Regions from separate parts of the Sus scrofa genome. Here regions 1 and 2 are each linked to region 3. A link is a contact called in public Hi-C and promoter capture Hi-C data. All regions are on one chromosome and are shown on one strand. Each heading gives the region's core, a stretch centred on a gene start, on an enhancer-like site or on the middle of the called end of the contact. The rest is flanking DNA. Distances are from core to core; before and after follow the strand shown. Region 1 holds the start of TRAFD1 (TRAF-type zinc finger domain-containing protein 1). Region 2 overlaps HECTD4 (probable E3 ubiquitin-protein ligase HECTD4). Region 3 holds the start of HECTD4 (probable E3 ubiquitin-protein ligase HECTD4).

Region 1 (3,183 bases), core at 121-2,620, 250 kb after region 3:
TTTTCCTTCTTTTAAACAAGATGTCAATGTTGAAAGCAAAGCCCTGGCAACTTTATTACCAGTACTTACTTTATATCATCCTTTTCTATGGCGCAAAAAAATTATCTTCTAAAAATACTGTCCTCTAACAGGGCTTTTTTTCTGGGGTTTTTTTTTTTTTTTTTTTTTTTTTTTTTTTTTTTTTTTGTCTTTTCTAGGCCGCACCCGCGGCATATGGAGGTTCCCAAGCTAGGGGTCCAATCAGAGATGTAGCCGCCGACCTACACCACAGCCATGGCAACGCGGGATCCGAGCCGCGTCTGCGACCCACCTTACACCTCACGGCAACGCAGGATCCTTAACCCACTGAGCGAGGCCAGGGATCAAACCCGTAACCTCATGGTTCCTAGTCGGATTCTTAACCACCGAGCCAAGACGGGAACTCCCTAACTGGGCGTTTTAACATTTCCAAACTAACACTTCTTCAAAACACGCCCTATAAGAGGTGAACGAATGCATGGAAGCCCTATGGCAAACTAAGTTCCCTTCAAAATTAGAAGGAGCCCCTCTAAGTGGTCGGCCAGGATTTCCCTGTGCCCAAAGGGGTGGAGACACCACACAGGGTCCACACCCTGGAGGTGGCGGTTTCCAACTGCCCCCTCCCCCCAGCAGGGTGGAGGAGGTCCGAAAAGAGTGGGGAAGGCACCGGCTTCGCAAATATTAGCTGCCATTCATAGTGTGTTTACTGATGATTAAATGCTTTACGTGGATAATCTTCTCATCCAGACCACAACCCTAAAAGGTGAAAGTCACCATCCCACTGCTGAGACCGCGAAAGAGGAAGTCCAGGGAGACAGCTGCCGCACAGTTGGTAAGAGTGGGGACTCGAACCCGAGTCTGTCGGCCTAGAGCCCCCACCAGGCTACCCGCGACCCCTCACGCTGGCAGCTCGGGGCCCAGATCTGCCCGGGGCGAGGTGCCCATGGCGGGGCTCCAGAAAACCGTCACCTCCCAGCCCCGGGGCCACGGCCGGGAAGGGGCGGTGACGCCGGGGGCTGCTGAGGCTCCGGATCCCTGAGGAGAAAGTACGGCCTCCCTCACTAGCCAGGCGAGACGCCGCTTCGCGGGCACCTTTCTCCTTACGAGAAACCCCTGCTGACCCCCGGCCCAGAAGCCCCTAGCCCACACACCGCCCTTCTCCCGAACTGGAGACCTATAGGAACTCGCGGGCCGCAGCTACCCTCACCTGGGACGAGACGAAAGACGCCAACACGAACCGCCTGCCAGGGACACTGAAGCCTCCCTTCTCAGTCAGCCCCCAAGCTGAACAACGGCCCCCGGAGCCGCCTCACCACTTCCGACCGTCGCGGAGGAGTGCGCCCATTGGCCAGGGGCGACTCTGGTTGTCTGCCATTGGATAGTAGTGTTGTCGCTCCCAGAGCCCCGCCTTCTGCGCGTCGATTGGCTCCTCAGCCCCACAGAGGCGTGTCCCTGGAAGTCCCAACCCATGCGCCTCTGGAAGGAGGCAGAGACTTAAGCTGGGAACTACCTCTGGGCTCAGCAAGTACGCATGACACAGGCGGTTGGTATTTGCATGAATAATACTATATAGACATTACTAATATGCCTAATATATTACGATAAGTAATGGCATTTGTCCTCTTGTCATGAGCTGTTAATAATTATTAGTCATACTTGTTGCAGTTATAATGTCCTCCTCACTGCTCATGCAAGATATCTCTGCGAGGCTCTGCCCATGTTTGAGACCTTTGCTTCTTGCGGTGGTAGAGTGAGCGGCCGAGATGCATGGGTTGGTTGGTTTGTTTTGGGTTTTTTTTGTTTTGGTTCGGTTTAGTTTTTTTTGTTGTTTTTGCTTTTTAGGGCCGCATCCTTGGCATGTGGAGGTTCCCAGGCTAGGGGTCTAATCAGAGCTGCAGCCGCAGTCCCACGCCACAGCCACGCCAGATCTCAGCCGCCTCTGCGACCTACAACAGAGCCCAGGGCAATGCCGGATCCTTAACCTACTGAGCGAGGCCACGGATGGAACCCGCATCTTCATGGATCCTAGTTGGGTTCACTAGCCAATGAGCCACGAAGGGAACTCCCTGAGATGCATGTTTGAGTTACAATCTTTCTACTTGCTGTCTGTATGGATCCTCTGAACTCTTCCCTCATGAATTAAAAAAAAAAAAAAAAATAGAATAAATATAATGGAGAAAGTATTATTTACAATACAGCAATTTCGTTTTTTCTTTTTAACAATACGGCAACTTGGGTGTTTCCCTTGTGGCTCAGCAGTAAAGAATGGAACTAGTATCCACGAGGAGGAAGGTTCCATCCCTGGCTTTGATCAGTGGGTTAAGGATCTTGCGTTGCAGCCAGCATTGGCATAGGTCACAGACAAAACTCCTAGCCCGCCTTGCTGTGGCTGTGGCAGTTGTGGGATAGGCCAGCAGCTGCAACTCCAATTCGACCCCCTAGCCTGGGAACTTCCACATACGCCCCCCAAAAGCAAAAACAAACCCAGCAATTTTTTTAAATTTTAAGACTGTTTTTTTTTTTGTTTTTGTTTTTTTTGTCTTTTTAGCTATTTCTTGGGCCACTCCCGCGCCATATGGAGGTTCCCAGGCTAGGGGTCGAATCGGAGCTGTAGCCACCGGCCTACGCCAGAGCCACAGCAACGCGGGATCCAAGCCGCGTCTGCAACCTACACCACAGCTCATGGCAACGCCGGATCGTTAACCCACTGAGCAAGGGCAGGGACCGAACCCGCAACCTCATGGTTCCTAGTCGGATTCGTTAACCACTGCGCCACGATGGGAACTCCTAAATTTTAAGACTGTTTTATTTAACCTAATGTATCTGAAGCATTGTCATTTCAATATATATTCAGTATAAAAATTGAGATATTTTACATTCAAAAACCCAGCAATTTAAAGTCATTATTTTATTTTTTGCAGATTATAACTGTAAGATATTAATGACCTAGCGCTAAGCAGGAGAAGCAGATCACGAAGCATTATTTATTTGTAACAGGAAAGAACATTTATTTTAAATAGGCAGTACATTCTCTGTGATTCCAAAGACATAAAGCTCAAAGTTAGGCAAAATTACCCTTAAGATGAGAGGCTTTAGGATAATGATTCCACATGGAATGTATGGTCTGCAAGGGGATATGAGAAAGATTTCCAAGTCCTGGAAATG
Region 2 (3,096 bases), core at 25-2,524, 180 kb after region 3:
TCAGGCTGTGGATTTCAGACAGAGTGGATTAAAAGTTCCCCCTTTCCTGCCTGGGGGAGGCCTGGCAGATGCTGCTCAAACTCCAGTGGGGATTTCTTTTCACAAGTGTGTGCTGGGATACACACTATTCAGATTGACTGCACAGAGCCGTCTCATCATTTAGCTGTAATAATCCCAGCTGTCCTTCCTAAGTTCTCATTAAAACTGAATTCTCTCGAGTGTAATGTGGCTTCCTGGGGCAGCGGCCTCAGTGATCATCCACTTCTGGAGTAAATGGTAAACAAAGCCTGATGGCCTGGCTGGGAAGCCCAGGAGGTCTTGTCTCCCTGGCATCCTTGGTTAAGCCCTTGCACCTTTGGGCTTGGTGAGGGCTCCATCGCTGTGGATCCTGTAGCTGTCGCTGACTATCTGCTGTCTCTACCGGGGCGAGCTGACCCTGCTTCTGAGTCAACACACAGAAAAAAAAAAAACATGGTCTCAGACTTCCACTGCCCGCTTTTGGCGTATTGGACAGGGAAGGCAGACACAGCTTTGCTACAATTATAAGCATGTATTTGAAACATTAGCCAACACTGGGCCTTGGCTTCACAGCCGCAGTTTGGAAACATTGCATCTTTAGGGAATAAAATGAAAGGATATTTCTTAAGTGATTTGGTCAATGCTAAAAAATTTTATGATCTTTTATTAGCCTATTTTTTTTATCATATTTTGCCTACACTGTTTTTAAAACTTTATACTAAACACAGAGGATCTCTGGAGTTCCTGTCGTGGCGCAGTGGTTAACGAATCCATCTAGGAACCATGAGGTTGCAGGTTCGTTCCCTGGCCTTGCTCAGTGGGTTAAGGATCCGGCGTTGCCGTGAGCTGTGGTGTAGGTTGCAGACACGGCTTGGATCCCGTGTGGCATAGGCCAGCGGCTTCAGCTCCGATTAGACCCCTAGCCTGGGAACCTCCATGTGCCATGGGAGCGGCCCTAGAAAAGGCAAAAAGACAAAAAACAAACAAAAAAACCACAGAGGATCTCTGTCTTACCTGTCATTTCCCAAATAAACATTCACCCCAGAGTTCAGGCCGGTCAACACAGTTCCTCCTAACTTGGCCAGAGAGCCCGGATACCCAGCTTACGTCTGACCAGTGCTTGTGGAGGGGGTTGGTGTGCAGTGCAGGGTGTGAGGGGGATCAGGGCCTTTCTTCTCTCACCATGGGCGGCTTCAGTCAGGTTCAGGCAGTAAAGGAGAAACACAGCCCTGGGGTCCTGGTAGAACCTGAAGTCTGGCGCCCCCTGCTGGTCCACTCTGTAAACCTGTGATAAGCTGATGGCACCTATGTGATTGCTGCTGCATTAGAGGGCTGGTTCTTTCTTTACCAGGCTGGGACAGTTCCAGTGAGGCGTCTTTTCAAGTCTGTCTTACTATTTCCATGCCAGCTCATGGGGGCATGTTTATCCTTCCTTGTCCCCGCTTCTGCCCTTTGTCCTGTTGTCACACCAACAAATGGACTCCTTGGAGGACATCCTCTGCTCTTCCCGTGTCTGCAGCTGCTGTCTGGAGTGTGGAGAGTTAGGTTTCCTCTCACCGCCAGCACCAATGGGCAGGCTTTCTGGCCCTGTTTCTCTGCGCACCTCTGGCAGGTCTTTTTCATAGGCTTGTTTCCATCAGCTGCTGCCAGTCATGAGCTCTCTTCCTGGCCCTTCTTTTAGGGGTGTCTCCTCCTCCCGGAGCTGTGCTGGTGTTACACTCTCTGCCTCTGGAGTTCCCGCTGGCTATGGCCTTCGCAGAGCAGCTGCTGTCCTGGAGGTCAGAGGACGGTGAAGGGAGAGCCGAAGATGAGCCTGACACCATCCCGACGTCTGTCCTCCTGCAAGTGGTGGAGCTGCTGGGTGAGGCCTGCCTTCCCTCAGGATCAGGTGCTGGAGTAGCCTGCTGGGGGCCAGAGGAAGACGCTTACCAGAGGGCCTTAGGGGCAGCCGTAGTAGCCAAGTGAAGATAGCTGTCATCAGCGTGCTGTCATTTGAAGTGGGCTTGGGGGAGGCGTGAAAAGGGTAGCCTAGACTTCCAAATCCATGATTTGCTGGGTATTTCCATTATTTTGAGGGGTAGCAGCTAACCAGGAAAAGATTAATTTTATCATACTTTACTTTAGAACACAACTATATGCCATTATTGTGACTTTGAAGGTGAAATGTGGCATGGAAGTGAACGACATCAGAGTCAAGCATTATGATCTCCCAGCTCCTGAAAGGTTAAAGAGAGGTTGCGTTTTGGGAGTTCCCGTTGTGGTGCAGTGGTTAACGAATCTGACTAGGAACCATGAGGTTGCGGGTTTGATCCCTGGCCTTGCTCAGTGGGTTAAGGATCTGGCGTTGCCGTGAGCTGTGGCATGGGTGGCAGATGTGGCTTGGATCTGGCGTTGCTGTGGCTGTAGCAAAGGGCAGCAACTGTAGCTCCAATTAGACGCCTAGCCTGGGAACCTCCATATGCTGCGGGAAGTGGCCCTAGAAAAGGCAAAAAGACAAAAAAGAAAAAAAAGAAAAAAAAAAAGATTGCCTTTTGGCAAAACTCATGGAACAGTAAACTTAAGAATTGTGAATTTAGCATATGTAAATTATCTCAAATTCTCTAAATATTGAACTTTAGTTAAGGATAGGTCTGCTTGACCTAAAACATACCAATGTCTGCAACTTATTTTGAAATCAAAAACTAAGATCAGGGAGTTCCCATCGTGGTGCAGTGGTTAACGAATCTGACTAGGAACCATGAGGTTGCGGGTTCGGTCCCTGCCCTTGCTCAGTGGGTTAACGATCCGGCGTTGCCGTGAGCTGTGGTGTAGGTTGCAGACGCGGCTCGGATCCAGCGTTGCTGTGGCTCTGGCGTTGGCCAGAGACTACAGCTCCGATTGGACCCCTAGCCTGGGAACCTCCATATGCCGCGGGAGCGGCCCAAGAAATAGCAAAAAGACAAAAAAAAAAAAAAAAAAAAAAAAAAAACTAAGATCATGAGAGTTCCCTTCGTGGCTCAGCAGTTAACGAACCTGACTAGGATCCATGAGGATGAGAGTTCAATCCCTGGCCTTGCTCAGTGGGTTAAGTATCTGGTG
Region 3 (3,110 bases), core at 463-2,962:
TATAAATATCCCTATGTAGGTTTTTTGGTGGCCATACATATTCAAGTCCTTTGATAGCAATAAGCACTTTATTTATTTATTTTTGTCTTTTTTTTTTTTGTCTTTTTAGGGCCGAACTTGCGGCATATGGAGGTTCCCAAGCTAGGGGTCAAATTGGAGCTATAGCTGCTGGCCTATGCCACAGCCACAGCCACGCCAGATCTGAGCCGTGTCTGCGACCTACACCACAGCTCATGGCAACGCCAGATCCTTAACTCGCTGAGCGAGGCCAGGGATCAAACCTGATGCATCCTCATGTTTCCTAGTCAGATTCGTTTCTGCTGCAACATGACGGGAACACCTTTATTTTTTTTTTTAATAAAAAGGGGATGATCTGGGAGTTCCCGTCATGGCTGAGTGGTTAACGAATCCGACTAGGAACCATGAAGTTGCGGATTCGATCCCTGGCCTTGTTCACTGGGTTAAGGATCCGGCGTTGCCGTGAGCTGTGGTGTAGGTCACAGATGCAGCTCGGATCCCTCGTTGCTGTGGCTGTGGTGTAGGCTGGCAGCTACAGCTCTGATTAGACCCCTAGCCTGGTAACCTCCATATGCTGAAGGAGTGGCCCCAGAAAAGGCAAAAAGACAAAATAAATAAGTAAATAAATAAATAAAATAAAATAAAATAAAAATGGGATGATGGATGTGTGTGTGTGTGTGTGTGTGTGTGTGTGTGTATTTTAAGGCTGTACCTGCAGTCTGTGGCAGTTCCCGGGCTAGGGGTCAGATTGGAGCTGCAGCTGCAGGCTTATGTCACAACCACAGTTACTCGGCATCTGAGCCTCATTTTCTACCTACACCACAGTTCACCACAAGGTTGATTCCTAACCCACTGAGCTAAGCCAGGTATCAAACCCTCATCCTCATGGATACAGTCAGTTTCTTTCCCACTGCACCACAAAGGGAACTCCCGGGTATATTTTTAATGTATATGTTAGTGTTGAGTACTGATGGGTTATAACAATAGTTTTAACTCCCTCTGGGGCATTACGTGACAGACATTGGACATCAAATGTGACTGGTACTTTATTTTCACCAGATTTTGTTTTGTTTTTTGTTTTTTTGCTGCCCACGGCACATGGAGCTCCCAGGCCAGGGATCAGATTCGAGCTGCAGCTGCGAACTAAGCCACAGCTGCGGCAACACCGGATTCCTAACCCTCTGTGCCGGGCAGGGGATCGAACCCTCGTTCCAGCATTCCTAAGTCGCTGACGATCCCATTGTTCCACAGCGGGAGCTCCTTCACCAGGTTTTGAGTGCTTAGTGGGTTCTAGAATTTATAGTATATAGGAAGCACCAACTGTGTGCCTCTACCGAATGCTTATGAACAAGTGTGCCGCGCCCGCCCTGCGCCAGATTTTTGCGTATATCTCATTTAAACTTGAAAGCAGGGAGTGAAGCTCCTTGCTCTACGCAGGGTGGGGACCCTGGCCAGAGAGAAATCGGTGCACACCTGAGGAAGGGGAGGCAGCGCCCTCCTTCCCCTCTTCTGCACTGCAGACCCAGGGCGCCCTCGAATGACAAGAGGCGTAGGAGGTCAGTCGGACGGCAAGACTGAGGGAAGCGCAAAGCTGAGGTTCCGCGGCTGCCCCGGCCTCGGTGGGTGGGCGGAGCCAGGAGGGTGGGCGGGGCCTGCATTGTCCCCTCCGCGGAGCATGCCGGGAGCCCCGCCCCCAACATGGCGTCTCACTGACAGTTGGCTGCCGAGCAGCAGAGGCGGGTCCTGCACCTCAGGGCGGCGGCGGCGGCGGCGGCAGAGACGGTGGCGGCGGGGCCGGGGTCTCCGGGGCCGTGGGTGGGAGGATGGCGACTCGGACCTCCTAGGGCGGAGCTGCACGGGCGAGGAAGCGATCTGGGCGCTGCAGACGGGCGCGAAGGCTGCTGCCATGGACTGGTGATCGCGGAGGCTCCTGCTCGCGTCTTCCCGGGCCGGGCGGCCCCTTCTCACCGCCAACCTCTCAGCCGGGGCCATGGGCTCGTCTGCAGCGGCGGCGGCTGCAGCGGCGGCGGCCGCGGACTCCGCGCAGTGGCTCTCGGTGAAGGAGGAGACCATCTTCCTGCACGACGGACTGATCCGGGTCACTGACCTGGCCGAGCTGCCCAGCGAGATCCTTGGGGCCCCGGAGGCCGCCGACACCGACTTGGAGGTGAGAGAGGCTCCCCCCGGCCTCCGCCATCAGATTAGTCCATCCGCCCCGCATCCCCAGGGTCGAGCCCTCCCATCTCCGCTTTACCCCGACCCGAGACCCCCGCCCCTCGGAAGGCTGCCCCGGCAGGTGTGTGTGGGCGCCGGACAGGCTGGTGGGGACCGCGGCCGCAGGTCTGCAGACCGCCCGCCTCCCTCCCTCCTCGGGGCTTCAAGCCCGCTGGGGATTTCATTTGTGGTTTCATTTTGAACGTTCCAACTCCCAGCATTTTATTAGACGATCACCCGGCACGGCCTTCACGCCCCTGAGGAGCTGCTGCCGCCTCCTGGGCCCTTTCTCCCCTCCCCCACGGACCCCTTGGACTCACTTCCAGGTCACACCCAGGCTGCTTAGCTTTGGGGATATTTTAATTTTAACGCTCTACAACCACCCCCACCCCCGGTCTTTTCCCAGTTGTGTGTGTGTGTGTGTGTGTGTGTGCGCGCGTGTGTATGTTTTTTGTTGTTTGTGTTTTTCGGGAGAAGGTAGTGGCAGCTGCCAGTCAGTGATGGGCAATCTAGCAACTACTCTGTGTCGTGCCTCGGATTGACACCGGGCCTTTGTCATGGAAGCGGGCAGTGTGGACAGCAAGGGGAATGCTACACCAGCCCTTGGTGCGCTCTCCGCAGGGGTTAACGGGCGTTTTAGGCCGCAAGGCCTTTCGATGAGCTGGGGGCGGGGTGATGGTGGTGGTGGTGCGGAGAAGCCCAGGCTTAGGAGCCGTTGCAGGTGCAAAAGGAAATCTCAGCAATTTTGCTGCTGGATTTGGGAGCAGAAGGAAACAAAATATACTAGGTGGATGGGAACTTTCCACCGACCTCACTTGGTTTCAGGTGTGCCCAGTGGTGGGAATACTGGCAGGATCGGTTCATCGTGGCCAGTCAGT

The links. Promoter capture Hi-C pulls out the DNA fragments that hold promoters and counts their contacts. A called contact is a pair of places that touch in the nucleus more often than the background predicts.
Region 1: a contact with region 3 is called in a promoter capture Hi-C map of fetal liver, with 3 times the contacts expected there. The contact joins the promoter of TRAFD1 here to the promoter of HECTD4 in region 3. A contact is called at or near these places in 2 of 5 promoter capture datasets (fetal liver and fetal skeletal muscle) and 1 of 2 datasets of contacts at active chromatin or transcription factors (alveolar macrophages).
Region 2: a contact with region 3 is called in a Hi-C map of alveolar macrophages, with 5 times the contacts expected there. The contact joins the enhancer-like site here to the promoter of HECTD4 in region 3. A contact is called at or near these places in 3 of 5 promoter capture datasets (fetal skeletal muscle, liver and skeletal muscle), 24 of 47 Hi-C or Micro-C datasets (alveolar macrophages, blood, brain and 13 more) and 2 of 2 datasets of contacts at active chromatin or transcription factors (alveolar macrophages and skeletal muscle).

What each region holds. Positions count from the first base shown.
Region 1 is chr14:39,578,411-39,581,593 of Sscrofa11.1, forward strand. It overlaps TRAFD1 (TRAF-type zinc finger domain-containing protein 1), which reads right to left and starts at 1,371. Exons shown (of 12, transcript XM_021072837.1): 1 at 1,226-1,371.
Region 2 is chr14:39,508,892-39,511,987 of Sscrofa11.1, forward strand. It overlaps HECTD4 (probable E3 ubiquitin-protein ligase HECTD4), which reads left to right. Exons shown (of 76, transcript XM_013990365.2): 60 at 1,700-1,879. Among named protein-coding and RNA genes, the nearest start is that of TRAFD1, 69 kb to the right of the region's middle. Within about 2 kb of position 1,275, at least 5 of the 83 cell types and tissues checked have an H3K27ac peak or open chromatin away from gene starts, as enhancers often do. A contact at or near this core is called in alveolar macrophages, where this site is marked.
Region 3 is chr14:39,324,983-39,328,092 of Sscrofa11.1, forward strand. HECTD4 (probable E3 ubiquitin-protein ligase HECTD4) reads left to right here and starts at 1,713. Exons shown (of 76, transcript XM_013990365.2): 1 at 1,713-2,185. The coding sequence starts at 2,009.